Regions from separate parts of the Mus musculus genome. Here regions 2 and 3 are each linked to region 1. Evidence: chromatin contacts called from public promoter capture Hi-C data. All regions are on one chromosome and are shown on one strand. The core of a region is the stretch at or near the end of the contact, and the rest is flanking DNA. Distances in the headings are between cores, read along the strand shown.

What was found. Promoter capture Hi-C pulls out the DNA fragments that hold promoters and counts their contacts. Capture Hi-C pulls out chosen DNA fragments and counts their contacts.
Region 2: a promoter capture Hi-C map of adipose tissue shows a contact between it and region 1. The contact joins two enhancer-like sites. A contact is called at or near these places in 1 of 39 promoter capture datasets (hippocampal neurons) and 1 of 9 other capture datasets (adipose tissue).
Region 3: a contact with region 1 is called in a promoter capture Hi-C map of cranial neural crest. The contact joins two enhancer-like sites. A contact is called at or near these places in 3 of 39 promoter capture datasets (cranial neural crest, hippocampal neurons and liver).

The regions. Positions count from the first base shown.
Region 1 is chr3:37,727,931-37,730,680 of GRCm38.p6, forward strand. All of the region lies in intron 1 of Gm36620 (a long non-coding RNA gene), which reads left to right. Among named protein-coding and RNA genes, the nearest start is that of Gm5148, 4.9 kb to the left of the region's middle. Within about 2 kb of position 1,346, at least 96 of the 459 cell types and tissues checked have an H3K27ac peak or open chromatin away from gene starts, as enhancers often do. A contact at or near this core is called in adipose tissue, where this site is marked.
Region 2 is chr3:40,693,238-40,695,987 of GRCm38.p6, forward strand. Intu (inturned planar cell polarity protein) reads left to right here. Exons shown (of 16, transcript NM_175515.5): 13 at 924-1,021. Among named protein-coding and RNA genes, the nearest start is that of Slc25a31, 14 kb to the right of the region's middle. Within about 2 kb of position 1,419, at least 51 of the 459 cell types and tissues checked have an H3K27ac peak or open chromatin away from gene starts, as enhancers often do. A contact at or near this core is called in adipose tissue, where this site is marked.
Region 3 is chr3:40,440,250-40,442,999 of GRCm38.p6, forward strand. The region is part of intron 3 of Gm30184 (a long non-coding RNA gene); the gene reads right to left. Among named protein-coding and RNA genes, the nearest start is that of Gm30184, 12 kb to the right of the region's middle. Within about 2 kb of position 1,377, at least 20 of the 459 cell types and tissues checked have an H3K27ac peak or open chromatin away from gene starts, as enhancers often do.

The DNA of each region.
Region 1 (2,750 bases), core at 96-2,595:
CTGTCTCAACCCCACCCCCCCCCCCCAAAAAGAAAGAAAGGCAGGTACAGTGGGGCACTTGTAGTCTCAATGCTAAGGAGAGAGAGGCAGGGGATAGCCATGTGGCTCACTGCAGGCCAGCCTTGCTAAGATGGTGACCCCAGCCCAATGATAGACCATGGCTCAACAACAGGAGGGCTCCTGACAAGTGACACTCAAGACTGACCCTCAGGCTTCACCCTCATGGACACACAGGCAGGACCATCTTCCACTTTGTTAAACACAGACCTGTATGAATTGTGTGCTGTTCATCAACTGTTAATTATTATAGAACTGGGTGAGTCGCAGGTCAACGAGTGGGGAAAAGAGGAAGCTGTGGGCTGAGGGATGGAGTGAGCAGTTCTAGGAAACACTGTGTCTCTAGAGGAAACGTGGAGCTTAAAAAGATACCCTCTGGATATTTTTCTTTACAGCGATATGGTAAGTGGTCACTCCTCTGGCCACATGTTGTGCATGAAGCAGTACAGACATAGGGTAGAGTGGCATGTGAGAGAAGGGTTAAGGTGAGTGAGGTCTTGCTGGCTTTCCAGTCAGTCTTGAAGGAATGCTCGGTCTGGCAGAACCCTACTTTGAACAGTCTGTTTCCTCTCCTGACACAGGTCTTGGCATCCCTGGGGAAGTTGCCTCGAAGCCCTGAAGCTGGAAGGGGCCCTGCTGCTCCAGCTGTGTAACCCTTAGCTTTATCTGTCTGGCTTTGGCCTCTTAGGTTTGTCCTGCCTTGGTTGTTTTGTTTGTCCAAATGGTTCTGTTCTTAGGGTGACACATAACAGCAGCATCTGATTGCTTCTTCTGAAGAAGAAGAAGCAGGAACAGGTTTGAGACCTGTGTTGCTGAGGTGGCTCATTCTGGGCTGGTTATTGCTGATTTGTTTTAACAGCATGTGGAGAAGTCTGGTGGGCAGAAAAACCTCTGTAACCCTGTCAGTGGCAGAGTTTACAAGCTTGTCTTCGGGGTTCTTGGCAGTTGCTAAGCCTTTGCCAGGCCCATTTCTGTCCTTGCTACTGGTGCACCCAACCCTGGACACTACTTACTGGTGTAGCTGTTAGAGTTGTGTTCGGGAGCAAACAAGTGTTTTCTGAAAATGGTGGCAGTGTTTCCCTTGATGGGACCTGCGAGTGTCATCCAGTACAACGAAATGAGGGAGAAGAAGCAAACAAAACAAAACAAAACAAAACAAAACAAAACAAAACACAAAACACAACAAAACAAAACAAAAAAAACACTTGTACAGAAATAGCAGAGGCAGTAGGAAATGACGCCGGTTCAGGCTTGTTTTCCTGACTGGTGTGGCCTCATTCCAACCTGTTGCCATGGGCTCTGGCCTGTCTGTGGGACACCCTGGTGCAGGGGGCCTCAGAGGAAGGGAACTTCTACATTTCTGTTTGCCTGGGCTCCTTGCCAAAGCCTGAGTTCAAAGTGCAGTTTCCAGTAATTTGTGGGGACGTCTCTGTGGGTTCACTGGGCCAGGACAGAAGCCTGCAAGCCCAAGTAATATTTCCTAATTGCTGTCGCTCCTTGTGGAGGGAAGGAAGGTGGTTGAGGCTCTTGCTGGTGCCTAGGGTTGCTTCCTTGGATCCTGCAGCTGACTGGCCTTCTCTGTCTCTGGCTGTCCCCAGCCTTCCTCTGTCATCCCATGCAGCCATGGGAGTCCAGCCCAAAATGAGACTGGATTTTATATTACTGATATCCACTTAGCCCCTTCTTAGAGCATCCTCTCCACCCTGCCGCTTCCCTGTGTCTCAGAACATCCTGGCGATTGTGGGTGAACCCTTGGCAAATGAAGGGCTGGGTAATGGCGGGCCTCACCTCAGAGGAGGGCTTGGAGAACAGTGGACTTTCTATCAGGCAGATACACTCAGGGACAGTGTATGTATGTATGTATGTATGTATGTATGTATGTATGTATGTATGTATGTATGTTTTTTGAGACAGGGTTTCTCTGTATAGCCCCGGCTGTCCTGAAACTCACCCTGTAGACCAGGCTGGGCTCGAACTCAGAAATCCGCCTGCCTCTGCCTCCCAAGTGCTAGGATTAAAGGCATGCGCCACAGTGTTTTAATGAATTGTGTTTTCTCTGGCTGTGGATGAGACACTCTTGACATGGAGCAGGGACAGTTTTAGGCCACTGCGATCTTCAGCCCTGTGAACACAGGGCAGTGGCCTTTTAAGTCTGATACCCTACCTCAGGTATCCCGAGGCCACCCTGATAGCACTGAAGGGAGAATGGACACAGCACCACCCCACACTGTGTTCCTGGCCTTCTTTCTACAACACACTTTTTTTCATTTGCTAATCTCAGACTGGCTCTCTGGTGGTGTCTTTCCTCCAACCTGGAAACCCAATTTGAGTGATTTTTCATTTTAACAGTTTTCTGTAGCAGTTGGGCTTGCTGGTGGGGATTGAGGGGACTTCCCCGCATAGAGGAATTTCTATCTGTTTAAGAATCACAAAACCAAGTGGGTATAAAATATTATTTAAATATTTTTATTGGAAGGTCAGTACTTTTTGAAATCATCTAAATAATTAACTGTACAATGCCAAAATACCTCATTAAAGCTTTAAAAAATATTTCTTGGTTGTGTGGCCTTTATTAAGCAATTAATGGCTTATATAGCTTTGCTCTTCTTTACTAAGTTGGTTTAAAAAAACAAAACAAAACAATTTACATTAACTGAGCAATTGTGATACACCTTTAATCCCAGCACACTGGA
Region 2 (2,750 bases), core at 169-2,668, 3.0 Mb after region 1:
GACAGAGGGCCCTAGCTGTGGGGCAGTCTCGGTGTCAGTCTGACTAACTGACTGACGGTGTCAGTAGTCAGTAAGACATTTAACAGAAACAGATCAGAATGGGGAAGAGGAGATGCCTATTTGTAATAAGATTCTTAATCTGCATTTATGAACACCACAAACATTAAAGATGTGAATGTGAAGCAGAGAGTGTCTATCTTTGCGGTTGTGACTTCCCTTGACCTCCCCCCCCACACACACACACACTATAAGATACCTCCACATTTGTCAAAGTCATCGCCAGCCTTGGGAGCGTTGCACTTACTCCCAGGCTGCGGATGTCTCTCCACACAGTTTTGAAACTTGCCGTCAGGAGGATGGAGGTGATGCTAGACAAGGCAGAAAAAAGGCTGAGTCTGAATGGGCTGCAATGCTTCTGAGTGCTGTGACGTGCACAAGCCTAGCTCTCCCCTCTCCCGTACGAAAACAGTGGGATGCTGTTGGAGCCAGAACCGAATGTGTTTGTTCCACGTATGTTTGCATTCTAGTTGTAGCCTGTTATCTCACTTGGTAAAGTCAGTAGGAGACAGAGATCAGGAGGATTTAAGTAATTTATGTATAGCCAAACTCTAATCAGCTGCCCTGAATAAGACTCGGACCATGTGACCTTGAGGAGTTCAGACAGCACAAGAGAGACAAGTACGTGTGTGTGTGTGTGTGTGTGTGTGTGTGTGTGTGTGTGTGTGTTCAATGATGGAACTGGTGGGGAGTTTCACTGTGGTTAACCTTGGAAACCTCCTTAGCAAAGAATAAGAGATGCAGATTTGCACTGAAAATATTTAAAGGGAGCGGCACAAAAGCAGTGCTCTTAGGCTTTAAATTTTTGAAACATTTCTGCTGTGTGATCCTATTCTTAGATATAAACTGACGTACTTATCTTCCAGCTTGCTAGAAAGAAGTCAACACTTCCAAATCCGTTTCATTTGGGAACTTCGAAAAAAGAACTTTCAGAAAAAGAGTTGGAAGTCTATGACATAATGAAGTAAGGAACTTCTAGCATGCCTTTCACTTAAACGCCTTGTCTTTGAGAAAGTACAGAGATGATTCAACGCGTGTAATTATGATATAGCACAGATATGAGGTCATATCTACAGTGTTTCTGTAATCTTTCACTACACATTTAAGGAAATGTGTAGTGAAAACACCAAAAGGAGTATTTTAAAATGTGAGAGTCACTCTTTACCTCTTTCCCACAGATAACATAATTTTTGGATGTCTACTTTTTAAATTAGTTTCAAGACTAATTTCACACTCTAGTAGATGCCTGGTTATCTTATCCTTAATCCTGTTCCTGGAAGTGATATCTGCTAATGCCTTACAGTTGAGAATGCTCACTTCTAGAGAACAAAGGCCTGGCCGTTTGCCCAAACTCAAGACAACTGGGCGAGACCATCCCTACTTCCTGCTTCCAGCTGGTGCATGCAAGAGCTCTGTGGCAAGTGCAGCCCAGCTCAGCTGCTCTCTGCTTATCCTGCTTTCCTCACTCACTGCTCTTCTGTGGTTCCATAGAACACATTGCACTGACTTCTTCTCCCTGGGTGTCTCACTCTCAGAATACAGGTCCTAAAATCTGGTCCTGAGCAAACAGATCCAACTCCAGCTTACACTGAAAAAGGAATTCTGAGGTTAAAGGAAAAAAAAAAAAGACCTAAACAAAGAAGGAATGTATACATTATATAACACTTATAAAGTGTTATATAATCAGTTTGTGTGCGTGTGCGCGAACACGCAGGTGTACTTGTGTATGCTGATATGTGAAGCTAAAGGCTAACCTTGATTGTCATTCCTCAGGATCTGCCTAGCTTGTCTTTTGAGACAAGGTCTCTCACTGCCTGGTGCTAACTAAGCGTGGTAGGTAGGCTTCCTAGTGAGCGCCAGGGCTCCACCTGCCTCTGTCTCTCCACAGTTGGAGTTGCAAAGGTGCACCACCGTGCCCACTTTGTTGCGTGGGTGCTGGGATTTGAACTCTGGTCCTCATGTTTGTAAGGCACTTTACTGAGCTAAATCTTCTTCCATGTTTATTTTGTGGTTAGCTACCTAATCAGCCAGAATCTTCTTGGCTGGTGTTTAATGTTGATGTCATGTGTGGGACCAGCTGGTAAAACAATATTAGTTGCACTTAAGCAATGAAACATGTAGAATGAGAATTCACTTACACAAGAAGAGTGGGTGCATGGCCACCAGCTTCTTAGTCATGGAAATATTTCCTAAGTGCAGGTGTGTTCCTATATGCAATAGTACTTGCCAAGAAGTGCTTTTTATCTGAAGTTAGGGCAAAAGTATGATAACTTATTAAAATAGTGCTCTGAAAACCTAACATGTTAGATTTTGATATTCAATATTTCCATGTGTGAGTGTTTACTTTTTAATAGTTAAAACACTTTTAAACAAATAAATGTGAATCTGGCCTTCTATGATAAGCTGAACTCCCTTCAAAAACCCCAGGGTTCCATTTAGCAGTTAACTGCAAAATTTGAGGTCATTTCATTACTGCCATACCAGATTTTTAAAATGCATACATTGTTTTGACATTATGCCCAGTAAAAAAAAAAACTTTCAAGTGTAATAGCTTATACAAATCCACATGTATAAATAACAGGGTTTTTTACTTTAAAAGATGCCAAACATGTATAACTTATTCATCAAAGATGTGGAGAGCTCATTTTAAGAGCATTTTATTAGATAAATGTATTGTGTGACCCACCTTTATA
Region 3 (2,750 bases), core at 127-2,626, 2.7 Mb after region 1:
AAAGTGACACATCTCCATGAAAAGCAGGGGTCCTGATTGTCACTCGCCTTTCAGTAGCTGAGAGTAAAGAGAAAACAGGAACTGTGGAGAAGCACTGGACTTGGGAAAACATAGATTTTCCAGGATAAAAGTCCAAGCCTGGTATTACTCAGCCCCCAAATTCACAGAGTCCTGTAGAGGTAATCGCTAGCAGAAAGGAAGCTTAAAAGTAAGCGATTTGGGCCAAAGTAAGCTAGGACCATTACAGAGCGAGACAGGCCCACTCCTTACCAAATGCCATTGTGGCCTGGGGCTTTGTAGTGCAGTGTTGCTGTCCCAGCATGGCATTTAGATTATTACTTGAAACAAGAATACACATGTCTGATTCTGTTTGCTATGTCAAGCCTTTGATATATTTTTCAAATGATTTGGTTTTAAAATAAAGTTTCCTTGTCTCCTACTTAGACACCCACCTTGATACCTAATCTTCACATGCACACACATAATCATATGCATATGTGTTTACACACAGTGACATGTCTGTACACACATGCACATGTACATATGTATATGTATATATATATATATATATATATATATATATATATAGAGAGAGAGAGAGAGAGAGAGAGAGAGAGAGAGAGAGAGATGAGAGAGAGAGAGAGAGAGAGAGAGATATTACAAAGACTTCTTCCTGGTGACTATTTCATCTTGGATTATCACAGCCCTTGTTAGCAACGCTGTCTGCCCGGAGTGACTGATTCAGAAAGCTTAAGTATCCTTTCTCATCTGAACTTTAAGATTTTCAGTTTGCCTCAACTTCCTTGAATACAAGGTTTGTTACAGCATTACTCTCTGGAAAACTTCTCTCTAATTAGTACTTATGTTGACATGGAATTTCAAGGCAGTCTGCCTACTACTTCCTAATCCACTTCAGTTCCTGGAGCAGACAGGCATTCATAAATGAAACAGCGTGTAGGCAGCAACATCCCGAGGTCTGAGTGGAGGCTGCATTTCTCAAAAGCTTCCCCAAATACAAGCTTGACTGAGAAGAGGAAGCCCGACGCCCCCAGGAGAGGCATAAAGGAGACAGTTGCAGCCATAAAGAGGCCAGGAGAAGTACTCAGGACAGGAAGGGGGAGGGGGAAGAGTACAAGCAAGTCATGGCTGTTTTGAAAAACTGTGGCAGTTTGAAAAACTGTGGAAATACTCAGAAAAAAAGAAGGCGCACAAACATTTAGAACAGGAAATTGTATGCTCAGCATAGACCTAAATCTGTGGTAGGCTTGGGTGTTTCTAGGAAGAAAAGTCACCAAGGACAAACAAAGGTACCTCCCCGCGCCCCGCCCCCATCAAGGTTCCTTTTGTTAGATTTGTCTTAGTACCAATTATGCCTTGTGATGCTAAAAGGTACACGTTCACACAGCTCCTAACTACTCGGCTCCTTCCTGCCCCTGAGATACTGTGGTGTGGCATCTGCACTCATTGAAAGTAGAAGCAAAAAGAAAACCATTCGTGGGAGTCAGTCCTTTTCTCCCAATGCACACACTCCCAGGTCAGTGACTCCTGACTGAGCAGTCGCTCGAGCACAATATGTGATTAACTGTGAAGACAGTGTTGGTCTCTGCCCAGGGCACTCCACCATGGCCATGGGGACACACTGGACTTCCTTACCCACATGGGTCCAGGAAGTTCAAGAAACAGCTTCTAGGCCAGACCCTGCTCAGGCTGACACACAATCCTAGCTCCATCCCTAGTACCGTCCTCCTTGATTTACTCAGTAAATGTCCCATGACTCTCTGGGCCTGTCCATGAACAGTCCTCTAGCTCCTGAGACAGCCTCATACCTGAACAGACATGGGACTGTTGTCTTCATGTCCCATCTAGACATGAAGCTGTTTCCCTGAGTGATTCCCCGGACTCCTAGCTTTGAATCGCCTCTCAGACCTACTAAGATTTACCCCAAAAAGAGGCAAGAAGGCCAGACACTGGGCTGTGAGCAACCACCTCTCTGGCCCTGCCTTTGCATGCATGTGGCCTTTCTTAGCTTTGTATACATCCATCTTCTCCCCAAGACATTGGTTCTCCTCTCCTCAGGGACCATAAGGTAGAGTGGCTTCAAGGAAATACTGCTTTCACAGGGTTGGAAGTACTAGAATTTAACGTTCTCACAACACCTCGTCATGCATTTCCATTTCTATAATCTCTTCTGTGGATTCTCGATGAGCAACAGGGGCCAACAACATGGCTTAGCAGTAGGAGCGACAATGCCATAGCAGAGGACCTGAATTTGATTCCTCTCACATCAGGTGGCTTACAATCACTTGTAACTCCAGCTCCAAGGAAACTGGTGTCCTCTCTGGCTTCCCTGGACTCACATATGTTGCATATATTCACACAGGCTTACTCATAAACAAAGTAATGGGTTTGTTTGGTTTTTTTTTTTTTTTACAAGAGAAACAAGACATGCGGTGGCACATTTTAATCCCAGAGCTTGGGAGGCAAAGCAAGCATATTGTTGTGAGTCTAAAGGAAAAATCTTAAGAATTTGTGTTGAAGGCCTCAATCTATGAGAGATAACTCATGTGGTCTGCTCAGCCTGCCCTGTGCGTTGGCAGTCCAGTGGTCAACCGTGTTAGCTGCAATTGCTGTGCCATGAAGAGGAGTCCATCTTAGCCGAACAGAGCGTCAGAAGAGCGGAGCTGACACTTAGGTGACCACCATGTTCATATCCAGTCGTTTAAGGTGCTGACTCCCATGACCACCAACAG